Linked DNA regions of Mus musculus: region 2 is linked to region 1. The links are chromatin contacts, called in public HiChIP or PLAC-seq maps. All regions are on one chromosome and are shown on one strand. Each heading gives the region's core, a stretch centred on a gene start, on an enhancer-like site or on the middle of the called end of the contact. The rest is flanking DNA. Distances are from core to core; before and after follow the strand shown.

The links. HiChIP or PLAC-seq counts read pairs in DNA pulled down with a chosen protein or histone mark.
Region 2: an H3K27ac HiChIP or PLAC-seq map of embryonic stem cells shows a contact between it and region 1, with 14 read pairs. The contact joins two enhancer-like sites. A contact is called at or near these places in 1 of 15 datasets of contacts at CTCF or cohesin (the NIH/3T3 cell line), 6 of 484 Hi-C or Micro-C datasets (DN3 thymocytes, bone marrow-derived macrophages, double positive thymocytes and 2 more), 4 of 115 datasets of contacts at active chromatin or transcription factors (bone marrow-derived macrophages, embryonic stem cells and stem cell-derived neural progenitor cells) and 3 of 9 other capture datasets (adipose tissue, liver and pancreatic islet).

Annotation. Positions count from the first base shown.
Region 1 is chr10:63,174,380-63,179,882 of GRCm38.p6, reverse strand. All of the region lies in intron 2 of Mypn (myopalladin), which reads left to right. Among named protein-coding and RNA genes, the nearest start is that of Mypn, 27 kb to the left of the region's middle. Within about 2 kb of position 2,827, at least 129 of the 459 cell types and tissues checked have an H3K27ac peak or open chromatin away from gene starts, as enhancers often do. A contact at or near this core is called in embryonic stem cells, where this site is marked.
Region 2 is chr10:63,315,851-63,320,737 of GRCm38.p6, reverse strand. Herc4 (hect domain and RLD 4) reads right to left here. Exons shown (of 25, transcript NM_026101.4): 24 at 3,936-4,038; 25 at 2,857-3,458. The coding sequence ends at 3,250. It overlaps Sirt1 (sirtuin 1), which reads left to right. Exons shown (of 9, transcript NM_019812.3): 9 at 1-1,733. The coding sequence ends at 102. Among named protein-coding and RNA genes, the nearest start is that of Sirt1, 21 kb to the left of the region's middle. Within about 2 kb of position 2,012, at least 3 of the 459 cell types and tissues checked have an H3K27ac peak or open chromatin away from gene starts, as enhancers often do. A contact at or near this core is called in embryonic stem cells, where this site is marked.

The sequences.
Region 1 (5,503 bases), core at 1,578-4,077:
GGCTACATTTAAAGCAGCTGTGTGGGTCAGGGCTTCCCACTTTCTTTGCTTGGGCTGAGCACCCAGCACAATCCTGAATACAGGAGCCAACACAGCAGGTGTGTTCCGGAGGGGCCGGGGCAGTGGCCCAGGCAGTGGCCCAGATAGCTAACAATAGCCAGGAGGGTTGGGGCACTTCTGGTACACAGCGTTCGTTCGCCCGGCTGAAATCGCGGCTGCCTTTCACCAACAATCACCAGAAACTCTTGTCTCCTGTAATCAGAGCCAATTGTCCTGAACAGGCAAGGGTTTCAAACAGCTCAGGAAAATCAACACCCACCCAGCTCCCTAGGGAGCAGACAAAGGAGTCCATTCTAGAAGATGTAAGTTAGCAGGGTCCAGGCATGGCTCGTTTGGTAAAATGCTTGTTGCACAAACCTGAGGGCTTGAGTTTGGCTCCTCTGCCCACACATAATAACCTCGCCTAGCCACCGGAGCATGCTTTGGTGGCATGAATAGGGTGGAACACTGGTGCATTCGAGCCAGTCAGACCACCCAAATCAAGTCTGTGAGCTTCAGGCCAATGGGAAACCCTGTCCTACAAACAAACAAACAAACAGGTAGGCAGTAGAGAGTAACTGAGGAAGACACCCAGCATTGACCTCTGGCCTTCATCTGTGCAAGCACATAAGCGCACATACATTCTCACCAACCTAGCAGACAAAGGAAAGAATAAACTATACTTTTAAACAGGTAACGCAGACTTCAATACATCAAATTGATGAGGGCAAAACCTGAAAAATCTGTCTGTCTGCTCCTCAGATAACACTTAAAGGCCCTTGCTACGTATCAGGAAATATTTCAGGGACACAGGAGTCCTTTAAGGAAAATGAAGTTTCCTAAAATACTACATTCTGGAAGGAGAACAGACAATAAAGGCTAACCTTAATAAATAAGCAGATTGTGTGATGATTTAGACATGAAGGCAATGGCTTAAAGAAAAGGAAGAGTTTCTAGGTAGAAGCAGTTCAAGTTTGGGGCAAGTGAGCCTTGACCAACGTAATCTACTCTTTAAAACATATTATTTTAGGGGATGAAATTCAGCTGGTAAAGTGTTTGCCTTATAGGCACAAAACCCTGGTCTGATTCCCTGGTTTGATGAATTCGGGAGGTAGAGGTAGGAAGGTCAGAAGTTCAAGGCCATCCTAAGCTAGGGAGAGTTAGAGGCCAGCCTGGGGATCTATAAACCCCTGATCCCAGCACCTGGGAGGAGACCAGGAATGGAGAATTCTGAAACCCCGGTCACCCCAAGTTTAGGAATTGCTTTCTTCTTGTTGCCCAGAAGAGTCTCCTTTGCTCTACATAAATGTAGCCAAGTGGTAAGGGCGGGGTCAGTGTCTTCATCTGTGACAGCAGCTTGTTTGTGCTTCTCTTAAGTTATCAACTTGCTCTCACCTGAAAGAACTCATACACATTTCTTTTCTCTTTTCTTTTTGTTTTTGAGACAGGGTTTTGGTTTTGTGATACAGGCCAGCCCTGTAACTCACTGTAGACCAGGCTGGCCTTGAACTCAGGGATCTGCCTGCCTCTGCCTCAACAGTGCTGGAATCAAAGGTGTGTGTGTGTGTGTGTGGGGGTGACACCACTGCCCAGCATACATAAACATTTTTAAAAGAAGAATATAAATTGTTTTAAAACACAACATAGCTTCTTGTCCTTGATAGGTCCTGTGGTCTTCACAGCCAATCAGGGAAAGTGACGTTAAACATATAAACTTGCAAATCAATTCATCATCTGTAGGTTCTAGAAAGAAAGGGAACAGGGCCTACCAAAATAACAGAAGGTGCGGTCGGAAGGGGACTTTGGAAGGACTGGGGCAAGGTTAAGGGAGAACTCGAAGCAAGCGCTCTCTTAACAAGCACTATTACTGGCGAGTCAGAAGAACATGATCAAATTATACTTAGAACTTGTTAACGTGCTGAGACGACAAGTCACAATATTTATCCAAGTCGCGTTTTAGATGCACTAGTAATTAACAGTAAAATATAATGATAGGCAGCCAAAAAAAAAAAAATCTGGAAAACAGACTGGCAGACTTGGCCAGTCGTGACTCTGGCATGTAAAAGTGAGGCTTGGATCTGCCCTATTTCCCCAACCCGGTGCCTCATTTCTTCTGAGCCTCAAACCACACTGGGCATCTCCTGCCCTCCTGTGAGTGTCTAGGGATTGGCATTCTGGAAATCTGGAGTAGGTGAGGTCATCTCTCCGAGAGCTTTCCGGAACAAGGGTAGCTCTGTGGTCAGGGGTCTCTCTCCCACCCTCGGAAGGCTTCAGGGTGCTGGGTGGGGTTAGGAGCCTTTCGGAAGGCAATCTGGACACTCTAGTTTCTGATTGGATCTCAGTGTGAAAGAGATTAAAAAAAGGGCTGAGGAACAGCCCTAGCCGAAGCCAGTCGGACAGGCTGAGTAAGCATTTTCAATGCTTCTGACTAAGGGCTCAAGCACGGGAACCTACACGCGTACTCACCCCACCCCACCCCACCCCATCCCACCCTCCCCCAACCCCACCCCACCCACTTAGCTCCCTCTGGGCATCCAATTTCCCGGAGATGATCCCACTTTCTTCCGGTAAAGAAGAGAAAGCTTACGGAAGGAATTGAGACAGTCCTATAATGTTTACATAAAGGAAGAAATTTATTTGTTTAAAAAAAAAAACTACTTACATTTGTTTTAGGAAAAAAAAAACACCCTGATACATTGCTTAAAAATTCAAATGCAGACACTAGAGAGATAGCTTAGTGGTTAAGAGTGCTATATACTCTTCTACACGACCTGGGCTAAAACCCAGCGCCCACCTAACAGCTCACAAACCCTCTGTAACACTAGTCCCGGGGCATGCATCACTCACACTCCGTGAGCACCAGGCACACACACACACATACACACACACACACACACACACACACACACACACACACACACACACACACAAGATGGACAGACATCCATGTAACCCAAACACCAACGCACATACAATCTAAATTCGAAAATTGAAATACAGGTCAGGGCGTGGTAGCACACGCCTCGATTCCAGCTCCCCAGTGGCAGAGATGGGTGGCTTCCTGAGAGTCTGAGGCCAGCTTGGTTCTTATAAAGTGAGTTCCATGTTACCCAGGACACTATCTCAAAAAATAAAAATAAAAAAATAAAAGAGCAACTATTACAGAGCGGACTACTTTCGATTCTCCTTACAGTTTCCTGTTTATTTCCCTCTAGGTCTCTTACAGTTCACAGTGCTCAATATTTTTGTTCTTAGTTCCCTTTTACAATCTTAAAGATCACTGAGGCCCAAAAGAAGGCTTTTTCTTATGTCCTCCCCTTCCTTCCTCCTCTCCCTCCCTGTCTCCTCCCTCCCCGATCCCTTCCTGTACAGAAACAAGCTTACTGTCTCCAGCCTAGAAATTTTGTTCATATGAGTTATAATTACATATCATGTTAGAAATGAAAAGTACAGTGTTCCAAGTATTCATCCATTTTATAATAATTAATAATAATAATAATAATAATAATAAAACAGGTCACTCTAAAATAATTTGATGAAGAGTATTTTCCAAATCAAAAAACTTAGCCAGAAGAGTGGCATTGCTTTAGTAAGTGTCTGTATGATAGGTATGTGTGATATATGTTGTATGTACACATGTGAATTTGCTTCGGCACTCAGTCTATTGTAATATGCTGTTGGGGCTGAAGTCACCCAGTACTGAAGTGTCAGTACTGATGGGGGATTGGAAACATTAGTGTTTCTCAGCCTTTCAGCTCATGGCTTCTTAAAGGTTAGTGCACAGGGGGAAACCTGAATCCTACCAAAGAACTTTTGTCCCCTGGTGTTAAAACCCACCGGGTCATTTTGAACTCCACAGGGACAATATCTTCCATTTGTCATTTGGGAAGTGAAGAATGCAGATCTTCCAAAACGTGGCATTAAAAAAATCATTTGTTAAATCATTGATTACACTTTTTAAAAAAGTAATCAAAACTTTAAGGTAGTAAGAAACCTAAACTCACTGTAGGAGACATAAAAGTTTTCTGGTTTCTCCCAGGAAAGACATTTTTTAACCTGTCAGCAGCAAATACTGTCCGCTGTTCTTACATGAGATGACAAATTTGCTTCCTGTGGTTCGTGACCCAGGTCTGAGTGTCCATATCCCGTCTACCAGGTTTCAAGTTAAAGATCCACCTAAAAGATCACACCATGCATTAAACAGTTAGCTTAGCCTTCAGTTTGAGCACAGCACAAGGACCCTCCTCAAGAGGCAGCAATCCCTTCTGTCACACCCCACTCCATCACCCAGGATATTTAAAAACATAGACTCAGGGTTAAGATTCAATAAAAAGCTGCTGGGTGCACACCCCTTCCATTCCAGCACCCGAGAGGAAGAAGGTAACCTGGGCTACATTGTTCCAGGCCAGCCCAGACTACAGAGTGAGACACAGCCTCCAAGGGGTGGGGGGGGGGGCGGGGGTTGATAAAAACTAATGCTTTTTGCTGCTTTGTCCAACTCTGTTCTTTGTGGGTGTGTTGGGCTCGCTGTCTTAGTCTGCTCTGTGACATGCTTCCATTAATGTGGCTGAAACACCCCGTGCTCTCTTTACTTTCTGTGGCTTTTGCTGCATCAGGGTAACTGTGAATACAATGGGCAAATAATCTCACTTTTGTTCTCACAGAAAGTGAGAGACCTTAGTTCAGCGAGATGCCTCTGAGCATACGCTGGCGTAAGCTATTCTCTGTTGATTTCTGTCTGTTGGCTGAGACAGCATCCCTGCATTAAACCAGCACCCCGATTTTTTCCTTTCATGTTGCCTCAATATATTGTTATATCAAAAATATTTAATGGTTAGTTGCTTGTTACTGGAAAACTGTCTGTCACTTCACAGCCTTATGGGGTAAGGTTCTTTGTTTACATAGCACCCACTGTTATCAGTGGATCGATTCCGGAAGACCCCTGTGGCTATCTATAACGCTTGAGTCCCCCTATATAAAGCCATGTATTTTATTTGTTATTTGCATATAATTAATGCATATTTTCCTGTCTTGGTGCTTAGGGCTAAGCCCAAGGCCTCTTGTGTGGGAGGCAGTTACCTGGTCACTTATCTGTGACCCCAGACTGTCACTTTACATTGTGTCTACACGATGTAGGAGAGATTACTTACGTGTTTAGGGTTGGAGAGGGAAGGGGAAGAGAGGCTAACAGACACGTAACAAGTGACATGAGGACAGGGGTGGGAAGGACCTATGGCAGAGATGAGGGGCAGCACTGGTAGAGGAAGAACATGTCTCATTGTCCCATGTGTGCGGAGAGGCCACAGCCACACTCGTGACTCTGGTCGTTAACTTGAAAGCTCATTTTAAAGGCTCGGCACAGTGGCATATACCTGGCTTCTTTGTCTGTATGTGTTTGAACATGAAACAAATTTGACTCGATTCTGTCAGTGTATGAACTTCAGACCAGCCTGGTCTGTGAGGT
Region 2 (4,887 bases), core at 763-3,262, 140 kb before region 1:
TCTGGATTTGGAGCTGATGGAGGGGATCAAGAGGTTGTTAATGAAGCTATAGCTACAAGACAGGAATTGACAGATGTAAACTATCCATCAGACAAATCATAACACTATTGAAGCTGTCCGGATTCAGGAATTGCTCCACCAGCATTGGGAACTTTAGCATGTCAAAAAATGAATGTTTACTTGTGAACTTGAACAAGGAAATCTGAAAGATGTATTATTTATAGACTGGAAAATAGATTGTCTTCTTGGATAATTTCTAAAGTTCCATCATTTCTGTTTGTACTTGTACATTCAACACTGTTGGTTGACTTCATCTTCCTTTCAAGGTTCATTTGTATGATACATTCGTATGTATGTATAATTTTGTTTTTTGCCTAATGAGTTTCAACCTTTTAAAGTTTTCAAAAGCCATTGGAATGTTAATGTAAAGGGAACAGCTTATCTAGACCAAAGAATGGTATTTCACACTTTTTTGTTTGTAACATTGAATAGTTTAAAGCCCTCAATTTCTGTTCTGCTGAACTTTTATTTTTAGGACAGTTAACTTTTTAAACACTGGCATTTTCCAAAACTTGTGGCAGCTAACTTTTTAAAATCACAGATGACTTGTAATGTGAGGAGTCAGCACCGTGTCTGGAGCACTCAAAACTTGGTGCTCAGTGTGTGAAGCGTACTTACTGCATCGTTTTTGTACTTGCTGCAGACGTGGTAATGTCCAAACAGGCCCCTGAGACTAATCTGATAAATGATTTGGAAATGTGTTTCAGTTGTTCTAGAAACAATAGTGCCTGTCTATATAGGTCCCCTTAGTTTGAATATTTGCCATTGTTTAATTAAATACCTATCACTGTGGTAGAGCCTGCATAGATCTTCACCACAAATACTGCCAAGATGTGAATATGCAAAGCCTTTCTGAATCTAATAATGGTACTTCTACTGGGGAGAGTGTAATATTTTGGACTGCTGTTTTTCCATTAATGAGGAAAGCAATAGGCCTCTTAATTAAAGTCCCAAAGTCATAAGATAAATTGTAGCTCAACCAGAAAGTACACTGTTGCCTGTTGAGGATTTGGTGTAATGTATCCCAAGGTGTTAGCCTTGTATTATGGAGATGAATACAGATCCAATAGTCAAATGAAACTAGTTCTTAGTTATTTAAAAGCTTAGCTTGCCTTAAAACTAGGGATCAATTTTCTCAACTGCAGAAACTTTTAGCCTTTCAAACAGTTCACACCTCAGAAAGTCAGTATTTATTTTACAGACTTCTTTGGAACATTGCCCCCAAATTTAAATATTCATGTGGGTTTAGTATTTATTACAAAAAAATGATTTGAAATATAGCTGTTCTTTATGCATAAAATACCCAGTTAGGACCATTACTGCCAGAGGAGAAAAGTATTAAGTAGCTCATTTCCCTACCTAAAAGATAACTGAATTTATTTGGCTACACTAAAGAATGCAGTATATTTAGTTTTCCATTTGCATGATGTGTTTGTGCTATAGACAATATTTTAAATTGAAAAATTTGTTTTAAATTATTTTTACAGTGAAGACTGTTTTCAGCTCTTTTTATATTGTACATAGACTTTTATGTAATCTGGCATATGTTTTGTAGACCGTTTAATGACTGGATTATCTTCCTCCAACTTTTGAAATACAAAAACAGTGTTTTATACTTGTATCTTGTTTTAAAGTCTTATATTAAAATTGTCATTTGACTTTTTTCCCGTTAACTTCCATTGTTCATAGCATACTAGCCCAGTAAGGGTTGCTATCACTAAATGCCTCAAGAAAGTCTATCTTAACACATTTGTTACCTGTGTTTAGTAAGACTGAGGGTGTTGGTTTTCTAGTGTCAGACCAGAGTGAATCCAAAGCTGGCCATGTAAAAGACACCTGGCAAAGAAAGCTAAATACACCAAGTGGAGAAATGGTTTAATGTGGTCTGTGGTTCCCCCTCCTCCTCCAATTTGGAAAGAATGCCAAATGAGATGACAGTACAAATAGCCAGAGCCTCACCCAGAACACTGCTGGGTGTGGTGGGCATGCCCACAGTAGGTGACTCTTGTACATACACAGGGACTAACTTACTAACTTAAGATCTCATTTTTTGTAGGGAGGAGTGCGCTTTGAAGGAAAAAGGTGTGTGTCCCAACTAAGCATTTTTAGACAGGAGTCCGTTTTAGTGAATAGCCCAAATAGCCTCACCAAAACAATTCAAAATAGTGTTGGCTGCAAGAGTTCAGCAGTTGAGTGCTTACTGCTTTTGTGTGGTTCTCAGCTTGTGACTGGGATGCCTGGCCTACACATAACACAAACCACCTAAGTTAAATCAAAGATATTAAGTATTTTAAGCTTTTTATGGCATTTCTGTTAGATGTACCACATCAATTCATATTCAGTTATCCCACATTAATAAACTGAAAATAAGCAACAGCACCATTTAAAATCTCAGATTTTCTAAGCACTAAAAATTGAATACTGCAGCATCAGTAGTTTTAAAGCTGTAACTCGTGATTGTTTCTCACAGTGGCTTATATCTATCTCAGGACTCAGAAAGCTTAAAGTTAAGTAACACTTAATTTAGGTCTGCATATTGTAGCAAAAAGATCATTTCCGCCGGGCGTGGTGGCCCATGCCTTTAATCCCAGCACTCTGGAGGCAGAGGCAGGCGGATTTCTGAGTTCGAGGCCAGCCTGGTCTACAAAGTGAGCTCCAGGACATCCAGGGCTATACAGAGAAACCCTGTCTAGAGATCATTTCCACCATGATTTTTACAGATAGAATCTGCAAGTGAGACTGAATCATAAATTTTAACCCTTAAAACTCTGTTCAATTACAACCATAGAAACTACTGGTATCTGAATGTCACTATTTTATTACAAAATTTTTATTTACAAAATGGAAAAATAATCAAATGACTGTGGGCAGGCCATCGTAGTCTTTCCCCCCAGTGATTGAAGAAACAGTAAGCAACATTTCCATGCACCCACACATCAGGTAATTTCCGAAATATGCAAACTCTTAAAATTCCTGTGAGTAAAACTTTAATGTATTCACAATACTTGTATGAGGATGGACAATTCATGGTTCTGTACAGTTTAGTATTAATGCACAGTTTTTAATTTTGGGCTTTCATCAGTACAGTAGTGAACAATTTATAAGTAAGAATTACAGAAGTAACTCTCACTGTGCTGAATTCACAAGAGAAACACGAGTGGTTTTTGTACTAAACAGAAAAGTCCAAGGTCATATTAAACTGAAGCCTTCATTGTGATCAATAGCTTGGATCAGTTTACATCGGAGGGTTTCTTTCTCTGTATATTTTGGGAGATCTAGAAGATTAAAACAGGTATGGGAAACCGGGAGATAGCTCTCACCACCTCCTGTTGACTGGATGACTAGTTTCAGACTCTTCATACCAAGAATGGGAATCCGATCACTACCTGTCAAAAATACTGCCAAGGAAAACAATTTAGACAACACAGTCTAGTTTTGCATTCATTATTTTAAAGGAAGTACTCAATACTTGATGAACAATGGCAAAAGCTTTTAGAAATCCTTTTTGGAAGAGCCATTTAGAAAACTGGTTAGTTAAGCTTTCTAAGTTCTCTCCTTTTCCATGTGGGTCCCAGGGACTGAACTCCAAGTCAGGCTTCCCTTGCTAAGCTGCGCTCCCAGCTCTCTCTAGTTCTCCAACGCTGTTTCTTTGACACAGGATCTCAGGCAACTGCAGACATCACTTGAGCTCTATAGATAAAGCCCACAACTATAAAAGCTCCAGGGGGTCTGACGCATGGCATACCCTTCTGGCCTTCCGGGATACCTGTATACATTATACTCGGCACAGATACAACATACATGTAAATAAAAATCTTAATAACAAAGACTAAACTGAGCTAATACTTTAGATTATTGTCTCAGAATATACTTACATAGAAATTGTTTCTTCTTCTCTAGTGGTAATTCATGAAACACTTCCCAAAAAATTTTTATCGTGGGATGGTCTGCCCAATACTCTCCTTTGTATTCTGTATTCTAAAAGTAATACAACCTTTTTTAGCATTAAGGAGTATTCCATGAAACCTATCATGTTAAGAGTAGGAATATTACAACCCTGGCATTTTACAATGTGAAGATACTGACTCCCCAGGAAGGAAGAACAGACCCGTCACCTTTGTAAGTAAGAGTTTACTAAAATAGTGAGAGGTTTATTAAACACAAACATGGGACTGGGTAAATGTTTCTTGTACTATTTTCAGGAAGACAAATCAGAATGTTTCTACTAATTTTTTCCCCCTTTTTATTACATGTAAGTACACTGTAGCTGTCTTCAGATGCACCAGAAGAGGGCATCAGATCTCATTATGGGTGGTTGTGAGACACCATGTGGTTGCTGGGATTTGAACTTCAGACCTTCGGAAGAGCAGTCAGGTGCTCTTACCCACTGAGCCATCTCACCAGCCCCTTTCCCCGCTTTAAAACAAAAGTGTTAAGAGCACCAAGGCTTTTCCCTTTCCTTTTTTTTAAACAATTTTCTTATTAGATATTTTCTTCATTTACATTTCAAATGCTACCAAGGCTTTTCCTTTTGTAGTCCTCTCCCACCATGGTCAAGCTTAACACTGGGATTTGGTAGAAAAACAGGAAACAAAAGCCTTAATTAAGCATGGGTAGAAAGTCACTCAGTCTTGGGCTAGGGTTCCTATAGCACGCCTCCCAATCACCTCACCAGTGCCGCCACACAGTGCACTGTAGGGCAGGAGGGGCAGGCAAGTGTCTACAATAAGCACAGCAAGGAGCTATAGGAAGGGCAAAAGCACACAAGGGCTAGATTTCCAATAACGCATAGTTTTGCTTTTCCACTGACAAGTAGAGATTGGTTTT